3 separate regions of the Mus musculus genome follow, and all the other regions are linked to region 2. Evidence: chromatin contacts called from public HiChIP or PLAC-seq data. All regions are on one chromosome and are shown on one strand. The core of a region is the stretch at or near the end of the contact, and the rest is flanking DNA. Distances in the headings are between cores, read along the strand shown.

Region 1 (3,602 bases), core at 872-3,371, 310 kb after region 2:
CGGAGGAGGGCATCAGATCCCCTGCAAGTAGAGTTATAGAGGGTTGATGGGGTGGCCAATAATTTTTTAATTAATTAATTAAATCCCAAACTCTGCCCTTTCCCTCCCTCCTCAACTCTCTCAGCCCCCGCAACCCCCACCCCCACCCCCTCACAGAGTCCTTCCCCCTATCTCCCCCCTTCTCCTCTGAGAGGACAGGCCTCCGTCAGGGATCCTCTCTATGCTGGCACATCAAGTCTGCAGGGTTGGGTGCATCCTCTTCCACCAAGGATTCCAGATGGGTGTGATCTGTGCCTGAGATCTCAGCACTAAAGAAAGCTGAGGAAGAAGGCTTACCACAAGTGTCAGGCCAGCCTGGGCTACAGAATAAGGAGTCTCAGTCTCAATAAATAATAAATAGGTCTGGGCAGTGGTGATATACATGCCTTTAATCCCAGCACTCCAGAGGCAGAGGTAGGTGGGTCTCTGTGAGCTCAGACAAGACAGCCCGGTTGGGCCACAGTTAGGCTACAGCTTTAGAGACGAGCCTCAGCCCCAGTTGTAGGAGGACCCACACGAAGACTGAGCTGCACGTATGCTACCCATGTGCCAGGGGCCTTGGTCCAGCCCGTGTATGCTCTTCAGCTGGTGGCTCTGTCTCTGAGACTCCCAGGGGTCCGGGTCAGTTGACTCTGCTGTTCTTCCTGTGGGGTTCCCATCCCCTTCAGCTCCTTCGATCCTCCCCCCAACTCTTACATTGTGGTCCCTGACCTCTGACCCATGTTTGGCTGTGGGTGTCTGCTTCTGTTTCCAACAGTCCACAGATTACAACAGCAATATGCTGTAATCTATGGAGAGTAATTGTGGGAGGGAGAGAAGCAGGGAGAAAGAAAAAGAAAGGATGAAGAGGAGGGGAAACGTAAAAAGGCCTCTATCTGAAAGCAACTTATATTTGCAGCCTTAATAAGGCTGAATATTTAAAGCTTACTGTTGGCTACAGCATCTTGCTGTGTGGACCAGGCTAACCCGGAAGTCTCCATCCTCACTTTGGTGCTGATGGCCGGGATTACAACAGTGAAGCATTAAGCTTTGTTTGAAAAAAAAAATCTGTTTCTGTTGTAACAGGGATCGCAGGTATGTGAAGGGTGCGGTTTAGCTAATCACTGTAAGTAAGGTGGGTTCCCTAGGTTCCAAGAATTCCAGATGGGTGTGATCTGTGCCTGTGACCTCAGCACTAAAGAAAGCTGAGGAAGAAGGCTTTTACTACAAGTTTCAGGCCAGCCTGGGCTACAGAATGAGGGAGTCTCAGTAAATAATAAATAGGTCTGGGCAGTGGTGATATACATGCCTTTAATCCCAGCATTCCAGAGGCAGAGGTAGGTGGGTCTCTGTGAGCTCAGGGCCTGCTTTGGCTACCTAGAGAAGCTGTGGCCAGCCACAGCCACCCAAAACCCTATCTCAAAACCCAATCAGTCAATCAGTCAACCAACTGATTGGTTAAATCAGTCTTTGGTCTGCTGCTTCCTGGATCCTCGCCCAACAAAAAGCTGAGCCACCTCCTGACCTCTGTTCCCCCACACAGGGCATTTTTGGAGGTTAAGCTGGGGAGAGCAGCCCAGGATGCTTAGGGAAGCGACACCAACAGTTTCTGGCCACCACCTCCTCCCCTGCCCCCAACATTGCACAAGACTCCTTGAGCCTGTAGCCCTGAGCAATATCCATCCTCTTTCGAAATTACTACTGTGTGCAAAGCCAGTCACCTGCACTACAGCTTTCCTGAGAAAAGGGATCAGAAACCTTACCCATGGGACAGGCAGGGGTGATGGGTTCCCCTAGCCGGAGCAGGAGCACCCTCATTGCCCTAGGCCTGAGTGGGGCCATACTTGTGCACAGTTGGCACATGCACACACACACACAAACACACACACACACACATACACACACACACACACACACACACACACACACACACACACACACACACACACACAGTAGTGCTCTAGGGATAGGTGTGCCTGCCCTGCTAACCAGCAGCAGCTGGAGCTCTGGGTCGGTCGCTATTATTCAGATCATTCACACACTATGAGGTCACACACACCCTGCCTGTCCTCAGGGCGATCTTTCTAGGGCCCAAGAAGCCATTTGCAGCAAGAGGCCATCTGCCGAGGGGCCATCTCTCTCCAGTATGTTCTGGCCTGCCTGGGCCAGTGTGGTCCAGTTTACAACTTTGGAAGGAGCCCCCTCCCTCTCTCTGCCTTCAGTCTCCTCTTCAGTGAAGTTCAGATGAGGCAAAATAGAACAGACAATGAAGGGCAGTCCGGAAGTTAGAGAAGCCCCTCCCCTGAAGAGGACAAGTCCAGGACAGGCTCTGTGGTGCCTACCAGGGTTGAGGCACCTTATAGGCCTGGAGACCTGGGTTTGACTCCCGGGACCTCCTCCACAAATCTGTGCCTCCCCTCAACCCTTCCACTATTTTTTTTTTAATTTTAATTTTTGTTTTTATTTTTAGTTTATTTCATGTGTATGAGTGTTCTGCTTGTGTGTATGTCTGTGTGCCACTTGCATGCCCAGTGCATTCAGAGACCAGAAGGGGGCATCAGATCCTTGGAGCTAGCTGCCGTGTGGGTGCCGAGTATCAAACCCAGGTCCTCAGGAAGAGCAACCAGTGCTCTTAACCACGGAGCCAGCTCTCCAGCCCCCTAATTTTTTTTTTTTTTTATTAAAATTAAAGAAAGCCTGGGGCTAGAGAGATGGCTCTGTGGTTATTCACAAACACTGTCTGCATTTCCAGAGGTTCTGAGTTCAGTCCCCAGCACCCACATGGTGGCTCACAACCATCCTTAATGAAATTGGATGCCCTCTGTGTCTCTGAAAACAGCTACAGTGTACTTACATATAATAAATAAATCTTTTTAAAAAAATTCCCTTGAGGGGGCTAGTGAGATGGCTCAGTGGGTAAGAGCACCCGACTGCTCTTCCGAAGGTCCAGAGTTCAAATCCCAGCAACCACATGGTGGCTCACAACCATCTGTAACGAGATCTGACGCCCTCTTCTGGTGTGTCTGAAGACAGCTACAGTGTACTTACATGTAATAAATAAATCTTTTTTTAAAAAAATTCCCTTGAATGGGGAGACAGGGAGACCAGGATGGTGGGGTCTTCCTCCCTACCTGGAGAGAGGGTCTCAATCGGTCTGTCTGTTCCTCCTTGCCCCGTGGAGACCAGGTCTAACCTGTACTTTCGATATAGAGCAAGCTGGCTTTGAGATCACAAGAACCCACTTGCCTCTCCCTCCTAGGTGCTGGGATTATAGGGGTACACCTCCACCTCTGGCTAAGATGGGATCCCTTGTTGAACCTGGAACCCACAGCTCTTTTCAGCTAGATAGGTAGGCATCCTGTATCTGCCTGCCCCAGCTCTGGGGTCCCAGGTTGGAAACAGCCTGGCTTTCTATGTGTTCAGAGGCCAGCCTGGTCTACTGAGGTGGGGTTCAGGAAAGCCAGATCTACAAGGAAAGACCCTGACTCAAAACAAAACAAAACAAAACAACAAAACAAAAACAAATCAATCCAAGTCCCCAAGATGGCTCCGCAGGTGACGTCAGTGGCCACACAAGCCTGGCA
Region 2 (3,408 bases), core at 289-2,788:
TTGTCTCTGGGTGATCTAGGGAGATCCCAGTACCTGACCCTGCCAGTCAGGACCTAAGCCCCAGGTCACTGGTGAGGTCTCTCCCCATGTTGTCTCCCTACCTGCTTGATGCTCTGACTCCCTTCCCAGCTAGCAGGGCAAATGAATGACCTTGACCTACAGACAGCACACTACAGTCTGGTCCTCTTTGTGACATCCCAGCTAGGCTATCAGAGTAAACACACTGATGTACTCTGGGGGCTCTAGGGCAAAACTGGCTTACTTTCGAGCCCAGCCTACCGGCAACTTGGAACCCAGGTCTCTCCAAGCAAGGAAGCAACCCTCCTAAAAACCAGGGTGTCACTTCCAAGCCAAGCAAGCCATGCTCTGTGGCTCAGCACCCACTTCCCTGCCCTTGTGGCAACTGATAGACACACTCCAAGCCTGAGTTCAAGTTCCCAGGCCCTCCGCCTTCATCCCTCCCCCTGCCTCTCCTCCTCCTCCTCCTCCTCCCCCCTCCTCTCTCCATGTGACCTCTCTTCCTCCTCTTCTTCCATTTACCCTGTTCTCTGACCCCTCTTCTTTGTCTCTTTTCCTCCAGCCTTTTCTCCTTCTCCATCTCTGCTCACCTTTTCCTTCCTTCTCTACTCCCGGAGGGTGGGATGCACCTAGCAGAAGAGCAAGCATCCATGGCTTCTTAACACTTTTTCTGCCAGGATCCTAGTTGAAACCATGGGCCTCTTTTTTTTCTGGGAACCTGGGAGTCTTGAGAGGGTAGCCTGGGACTGGCCACTCACTGAGCACTGGGGAGCTCTCACAACCTCAGAGTCAAGTCGTAGAGAGATGCCTCCAGTTGTTAGGGTAAAGTGCAAGGCCTGGGGCTCTCTCAAAGACCAGAGTGCATATTTTTCTAGGCCTCTGGGCTCCTGGGGCTGCACTGGGAGAACCCACCAAGTCAGAGGAGAGCAGATGGCAGCTCTTTTCTTCATTTTGTGGCACAAAATGTGTCTGTGCTTTCTAGATTTTAGTCACAGAGTGTGCACTCCATCCCAGCATCCATGGTCCTTGGAGAGTGATGGCAGCTGGGATCCCCCACATATGACTACACATAGACTCTTGTGGATGAGCCTATCTGGCCCCCACTATCCCAAGAAGTTGTATACTCATCTCCCCAGAAGATACTGGGGCAGTGGTCTCCCCATTTCAACCTTTCCCAAACTGCTTTGGAAAATGACAAGAGAGAAAGTCCCAAATGAGACAGGGAAGACTTTCAGAATTGAAAATCCCCATTCCCTTCTCCAGCCACTGCTGGCTGTGGCCCTAACCTGGGAATTCCCAGCATCCCCCCGGGCTAGTGGCCTCACAATGCTCGGTAACTTCCCATCCTACAGAGAACTGAGATGGAGCTGGGACTCCAACAAGGTTCTATGTCGGGCCTTAGAAAGACGACTCCCTCCTGGGTTCCCATTGCCGTTTCTGTCCCTTAGCCTGACTCTTGAGACCTTCGTTACCTCTCCAGTCCTTGGGTTTCAGGAAGTGGGTTTTAGAGAGGGCCCCACAGCTTCCGCCAGCCTGGCTTTCCCTGGCAGAGCAAACACTCCCGAGAGCGCATGCTTCTCATGCAGCTTGTAGCCTCTTTCGAAATAGACAGCCATCAGGTTCATATGGATCCTTCCAGCCCCCTTCTGTCCCTAATAATCCCTCCTCTGGGGCGGTATCGATTCTCAGCTGCAGGTTGCCTCTTGGTATGCGGGAGCCTGGTTTGGGGTGGATAAATCGCTGCGCTGTCATCTTCACGCGGCAATTACCCGCTCTGATTCCTCTCCTCCAGCCACGCAGACACCCGCTTATCGACAACATGCTCGCTCAAGCCCCAGCCAGCTGGGCAGGGAGCCCCGTGGACCTGTAGGAGCAGAGACTCTGGCAAGGCAAGCTTAGACCCCCACCCCCACCCCAGCTCTGAAGCTGGACACAGTGGGGAGATGTTGAAAGGGAAGTCTGTTCACTACAGATATTGAGGCACCCCTGTGGGCATGTAGGTGGAACCCTGCATCTTTTCCTGCGTCTCGCATTCGCATGTAAAGAAAGTCATCCCACAGCTGTTCTTTTTCATTGTGCTCCCTGTTGGGGCTTGGAACCTGGACCCAGCTTACGGGCTAGTGGACACCTTCTACAAAGCACCGCCTAGTAAGTAGTTAGAATTCTCCTAGGGTCTCTGTTGCAACCATTAAGCTTCCTGGCCACACAAAAGCAATTATAGATGGTATATATACAGGTAAGTCCAGCCTGGGACACACACACTGGATACAGGCCATGTGACCAAGGATGACAATAAATGTGACACAAATGTTTAACTGTAAAGCTTACTAAAACATGATGATAATTTTTATCTATCTATCTATCTATCTATCTATCTATCTATTTATGGTGATTAGACTGCATGGGTCTGGAACATGAACTTTGGAAATGTTCAGAGATGACAGATGTCAGCATCACAGGATTGGGCACACCTGAAAGATGCATGAGCATGGCTAGGCCACAGATGCTGAGCTCGGATCTTATGCAATTTCCATGAGCTATGAAATACTATCTCCAGATTCCCTCCCCCCCCAACACACGCGTGGAAACGTTGGTGACGTGCACAAACACAGGCTGTGTGGGCCAAGTCCAGCCTCAACCATAGATTGTTCACCCCCTAATACTTTGATTTTTATCTATCCAGTCTGTCTGTCTGCCTGCCTGCCAGTCTGTGTGTTTGAGTGAATGTGAGAGTGAGTTAAACACACAGCCATGTGCATACCACAGTGTGGAAATCAGATAATGACTTGCAGGAGTCTGTTCTCTCTCTCCAGCACAGGTCCTAGGTCATGAGGCTTGCGCATCGAGGACTTTTACCTGCTGAGCCATCTCTCCCTGGCCCCTGATTTGATCTGTAGAGGATCCTAAGGATGTTTTTTTGTACTTGATACTCTTCCTGCTTCCATTCTCCAGATAAGAAAACCGAGGCCATCGGAGGGAAGCATCTTACCTCCCTGCAGCAGGGAGGGATGCTGTAGCTGCGGTCTCTCAGCAGGTGGAGACCCTCTGGAGTGTTCTATGTAGTTGTGTAGAGATACACAGTTGACCTTGCTTACTGAGGGGCATCCTGGGATCTCGGCCCCACAGCTGGAGCTAGATTCAGTTCTGTCACATATTTCTCTGGGACATCTGCTTTTTCCAGAGCATCTGCTTCCTCACGTGGGGGAAATAAAGAAAGTAAAGATTGTTGCTAAGCATCTTCCACCCTAAAAGTCACGGCTCACCGTGACCCTGATTGGCGCTTGAACCACTATCTTCAGTGGCATAATATGTATAGAGATCGTCAGCCCCAAGCCCACCGCCTCCTACAGCAGGACCCTGGCCTCACATCCCACCTGCCTGTCGATGCCA
Region 3 (3,931 bases), core at 1,200-3,699, 280 kb after region 2:
AGTCTCCATCACAGCCCACACCCACCCTCCTCCCCAGTACCTTACCTGCGTAGCATTATCTTTCAGCAAGTTCCCAGCTTCGGTGACAACAGTTTTGCATATGTCGCAAGGAAGGGATTTCTAACAGGAAAAAACATGAGAGAGAACGTTTTGTATGTCTGGACACTTGGCACGACAGTGCCCCCACCCCCACCCCAAGGCTGTCCTAATCTCTGAAGCCTCCACTCATCGCACAGGAAACTCGGTAAGATAAAGCAATACTCAAACCATAACCGAAAACAAATGAGAACCCACATTAGAAAGTTAGCCACAAGGTGAGTGATTCATTAGGCCATATTTATTCAAGTTTTCTTCTCTTGCTAAAATTGGGCTCCCAGAACCCAATCTCCACTAAGTCACACTCAGTCCATCCCACCAGTGGGTCCTAGAATGCCGTCATTCTCTGCTTGGTCTCGGAGGTACACAGAAGAACCTCCACCTCTCAGAGCCCCACAGTAGCATGTTCATTCATCACCATCATGGTGAAGGCAGCAGCCATTGCCCAGTGTGGCTACAGCAGAGTCTCAGGGGTCAGTCAGTGGCCAGCCTGGGGGGGGGGGGGGACGACAGGGAAGGCGAGCAGACGGAATCTGGACTTCCTGAGATGAGTGGTGAATGCTGGGTATGCCTGTGCCTGCACCACGACCCTCACCCGGGACAGGGGGTAGACCCTGAGGGCCCACAGGTGAGTGGGTCACCAAGAGACAAGGTGCCTGTGGGACAGGAAAGGTAAGCAGAGTACAACCAGGGGCAGGGGCAGGGGCAGGGGCAAGGACCAAGTGCTCTGCATAGACACTGGGAGCGGGCACTCACCGCTGTGGGCTTGCTCCAGACCATCTGCTGGCAGTGCTTCACGGCCCCACAGTCCACCGCCGTCTTCACATCTCTGCACAGCACTGCTGAGCCCCCAGAGCATGTCTTCGGGTCTTGGACAGGGCTGGTCAGAGCTAAAGGAAAACCGCCCAATACATAAGTACGCAGAGTTAAGGACTAGCTCTGCCTGCTGGCTGAGAGATCACTGGGTCTCCCTAGCCCAAGAAATACAGACTGTATCGCAGAATGGCTGGCCAGGGAGAGCCTGCCCTAAGTCATAGGACTGACAGGAGGCACGTGTCCTGTCTAGTGTCAGGTTCTGAGTCCTCAAAATCTGACTGGAGTAATCCGTAGCACTCAGGAGGCTGAAGCAGGGGATGGTGAGTTTGAGGCCAGCCTGGGCTACACAGAGGATTTTTATCAGACGCAGAAGATGGGCTAGCATGAGGACCAAACTCTGGCAGGTATCAGGATGCTGCCCCCAACCTCTGATGAAAACAAGAGGCACGTGGCTTCAATCAACCATGAAAACCCCGTGGCCACACTGCTTCACCTTGGACACCCAGGAAGTCCATGTTTGCATCCCACAAACATGTACCCCACACAGACATCCATGAGCAGGCTCTTCCTAAAGACTAAGGGAATGAACTAAGGAGCTGGGCACACGGTCCTGCATCTTCTGCCCGTACTCCAGCCTTGCCGGCCACCACACAAACACGCACAGGCGCGCACACGCACCCCAACTCACAAAAGCAGCATGTTCTCAAGCCCAACTTCCCAGAGGCCAGCCCAGCCCAGCCCAGCCCAGCCCAGCCCAGCCCAGCCCAGCCCAGCCCAGCCCAGCCCAGCCCAGGCTGAGTAATGGGGGTGGGGGTCACTTGGCAAAGGTTCCTAAGAGCTAAGCTATACATACTACCCGAGGCCTAACCTGGGTTCCAGGCCAGCCTGAGCTACAGAACCATGTTCCAAAACAAAAACCATACTGCCTGGTGCTACCCCCAGTGAGGAAAAATATGGTGCCTAGTAGCAGGCACATGAGGAACCAGAGGCCAGCAGGCTCGAACCCCAGCAGACCAGGAAGCAGGCTAACTAACACTGACTGCTAACACTGCCCACTTCCATCTTTACTGGGGACTTGCTATAATGACCAAAGTCATCAGGTTTCTGGGAGCATAGCCTGCAATCACAAGCCTGAGCCACAGCAGACCCTGTGTTTGTTTTGCCTTCCAGGAACTTGACACGGAAACCACATTCAGTCAGCCTGCTTTAGCCTGGTGACAGAGGTCTGAAAGTAACCCTGACCCAGATCCAGGTAACAAACTTAGCATCTTATTCAGTGCCCAGCACACTACCCAGTGAGCTGTCCCTAAGACAGAGGTGCACCACCCTACGGGCACCATCCCAGCAGTGGCTAGGGATCTGAGGGCACAGAACAGAGACTCATACCTGCACTTTAACCACAAGAGCTAAGGCAGTGAAAAGGAAAGACACCGGCAGGGCAGCCCACTGGAAAGAGAAGTGGGAGCACTGAGCTGTGGCGGCACACTTAGAAACCATACTTTAGGGAGGCAGAGGAAGGAGAATGGTCTGAGTTGTGAGCCTCTTATCTCAAAAGGAAAACAATGTGGGGGAGGGGTTGGCTCAGTGGGTGAACCCCAGGACCCACATGATAGGAGGGCAGGGAAAACATCATAGAGGCACACATGGCGGTTTTCAAACAGGCGAGGGAGCAGAGCTGTCCTGCCTATGGCAGGGGAGTGGAGCTGTTCTGGATGGTTCCAGACCCCAGGTCACTGTGCAACTAACTAAAATCAGAGGGCCAGCCTTAACCCAACAAGGGACACACCAAGGAAAGAGTTGGGTTGTCTTGTTAGGCACGGACGTCCAACCCCAGGGTATTTATCAATAAATAGATAATTACCCAGGGCTGGAGAGATGGCTGATACCACACACTGTTCTTGCAGCAGACCTGAATACCTGTAACTCACTTCAGGAAGATCTAACTCTTCTGACCTCCACGGGCACCCATAGTCATGTACACATACATAATCAAAATTAAAAATCTTTTTCAAAAAATGAACCCAAACCACTTTTTGACCAGTTATGTTCTGACCTCCAAGCCTGCAACATTCAGTCCTTAAAACCAATTTCCTTCTCCGGCAGTTGGCCAGCTACCTCTAAGAATGTTCTTAGACTGTTTGCCCGAGCTCCTAGCAGGGTCTGATTCAACCTGCTGTTACCTATGTCCTTGTAGATATGAAGAGCACTCAGCACACACATACAAGTTAAACTCTACATTTCAAGGGCCTGGCCCAGGAATCAAAGCCCGTGGGGGTGGGGACCGTTGTCTTTCCTTCCCCTTTCAGTCTTCTGAGACAAGATCTCTATATACAGCAAGGGCTCACTTCAAACTCAAAGTCCTCCTGCTGCAGCCTCTCTTAGAGCTGCGATGAAGAGATATGCCACCAAAGGCCTCAGTAAGCTCAAGGCCAGCTTGATTGATACACAGGCATACACACGCATACACTCGCATGCATACACACGCATACACACACACACACACACACACACACACACACACACACAGAGTTCCAGGCCAACCAGAATTACCAAGTGAAACTCTGTCTAAATAACAATGGTAACATTGCAATCCCAGCACTGAAGTCTGGGGAAGGACTACTGGGGCTAGCCTGGGGCAGTTAAGTACAAAGCCAGCCTAGTACTCATAGAAAACCCTGTCTCAAAAGCACAAAACCAAGGTTGGGCATGGTGATACAACCTTAATCCCAGCACTGAGAGGCAATGGCAGGGCCATAGTGAGATGAGACCCTGTCTCAAACGAAACAGAAGGCATCTACAAAGGTTGATACAGCTCAGCGGCAAACATGCCTAGCACATGTGGGAACCAGGTTCAATCCTCAGTCCTGGCAAATAATGTAATAACAAAATAACCCAAAATAAAACTAGGTATCACCAGAATTATATGGTATTAAGGATAGCTGTCAGGAGCCGGGTTCCACGGCAGCCCTAGAAGCAGGACTCCAAACACTTCCAGGTAAGATGGCTCAGCAGGTAAAGG

The links. HiChIP or PLAC-seq counts read pairs in DNA pulled down with a chosen protein or histone mark.
Region 1: a contact with region 2 is called in an H3K4me3 HiChIP or PLAC-seq map of bone marrow-derived macrophages, with 2.8 times the contacts expected there. The contact joins two enhancer-like sites. A contact is called at or near these places in 2 of 115 datasets of contacts at active chromatin or transcription factors (acute myeloid leukemia and bone marrow-derived macrophages).
Region 3: an H3K27ac HiChIP or PLAC-seq map of microglia shows a contact between it and region 2, with 5 times the contacts expected there. The contact joins two enhancer-like sites. A contact is called at or near these places in 3 of 115 datasets of contacts at active chromatin or transcription factors (bone marrow-derived macrophages, embryonic stem cells and microglia) and 1 of 9 other capture datasets (embryonic stem cells).

The regions. Positions count from the first base shown.
Region 1 is chr10:60,250,865-60,254,466 of GRCm38.p6, reverse strand. No RefSeq gene overlaps it. Among named protein-coding and RNA genes, the nearest start is that of Psap, 25 kb to the left of the region's middle. Within about 2 kb of position 2,121, at least 78 of the 459 cell types and tissues checked have an H3K27ac peak or open chromatin away from gene starts, as enhancers often do. A contact at or near this core is called in acute myeloid leukemia and bone marrow-derived macrophages, where this site is marked.
Region 2 is chr10:60,565,016-60,568,423 of GRCm38.p6, reverse strand. All of the region lies in intron 7 of Cdh23 (cadherin 23 (otocadherin)), which reads left to right. Among named protein-coding and RNA genes, the nearest start is that of Gm51803, 120 kb to the left of the region's middle. Within about 2 kb of position 1,538, at least 68 of the 459 cell types and tissues checked have an H3K27ac peak or open chromatin away from gene starts, as enhancers often do. A contact at or near this core is called in acute myeloid leukemia, bone marrow-derived macrophages and microglia, where this site is marked.
Region 3 is chr10:60,288,694-60,292,624 of GRCm38.p6, reverse strand. It overlaps Psap (prosaposin), which reads right to left. Exons shown (of 15, transcript NM_011179.3): 2 at 853-986; 3 at 46-120. Among named protein-coding and RNA genes, the nearest start is that of Psap, 13 kb to the right of the region's middle. Within about 2 kb of position 2,449, at least 89 of the 459 cell types and tissues checked have an H3K27ac peak or open chromatin away from gene starts, as enhancers often do. A contact at or near this core is called in bone marrow-derived macrophages and microglia, where this site is marked.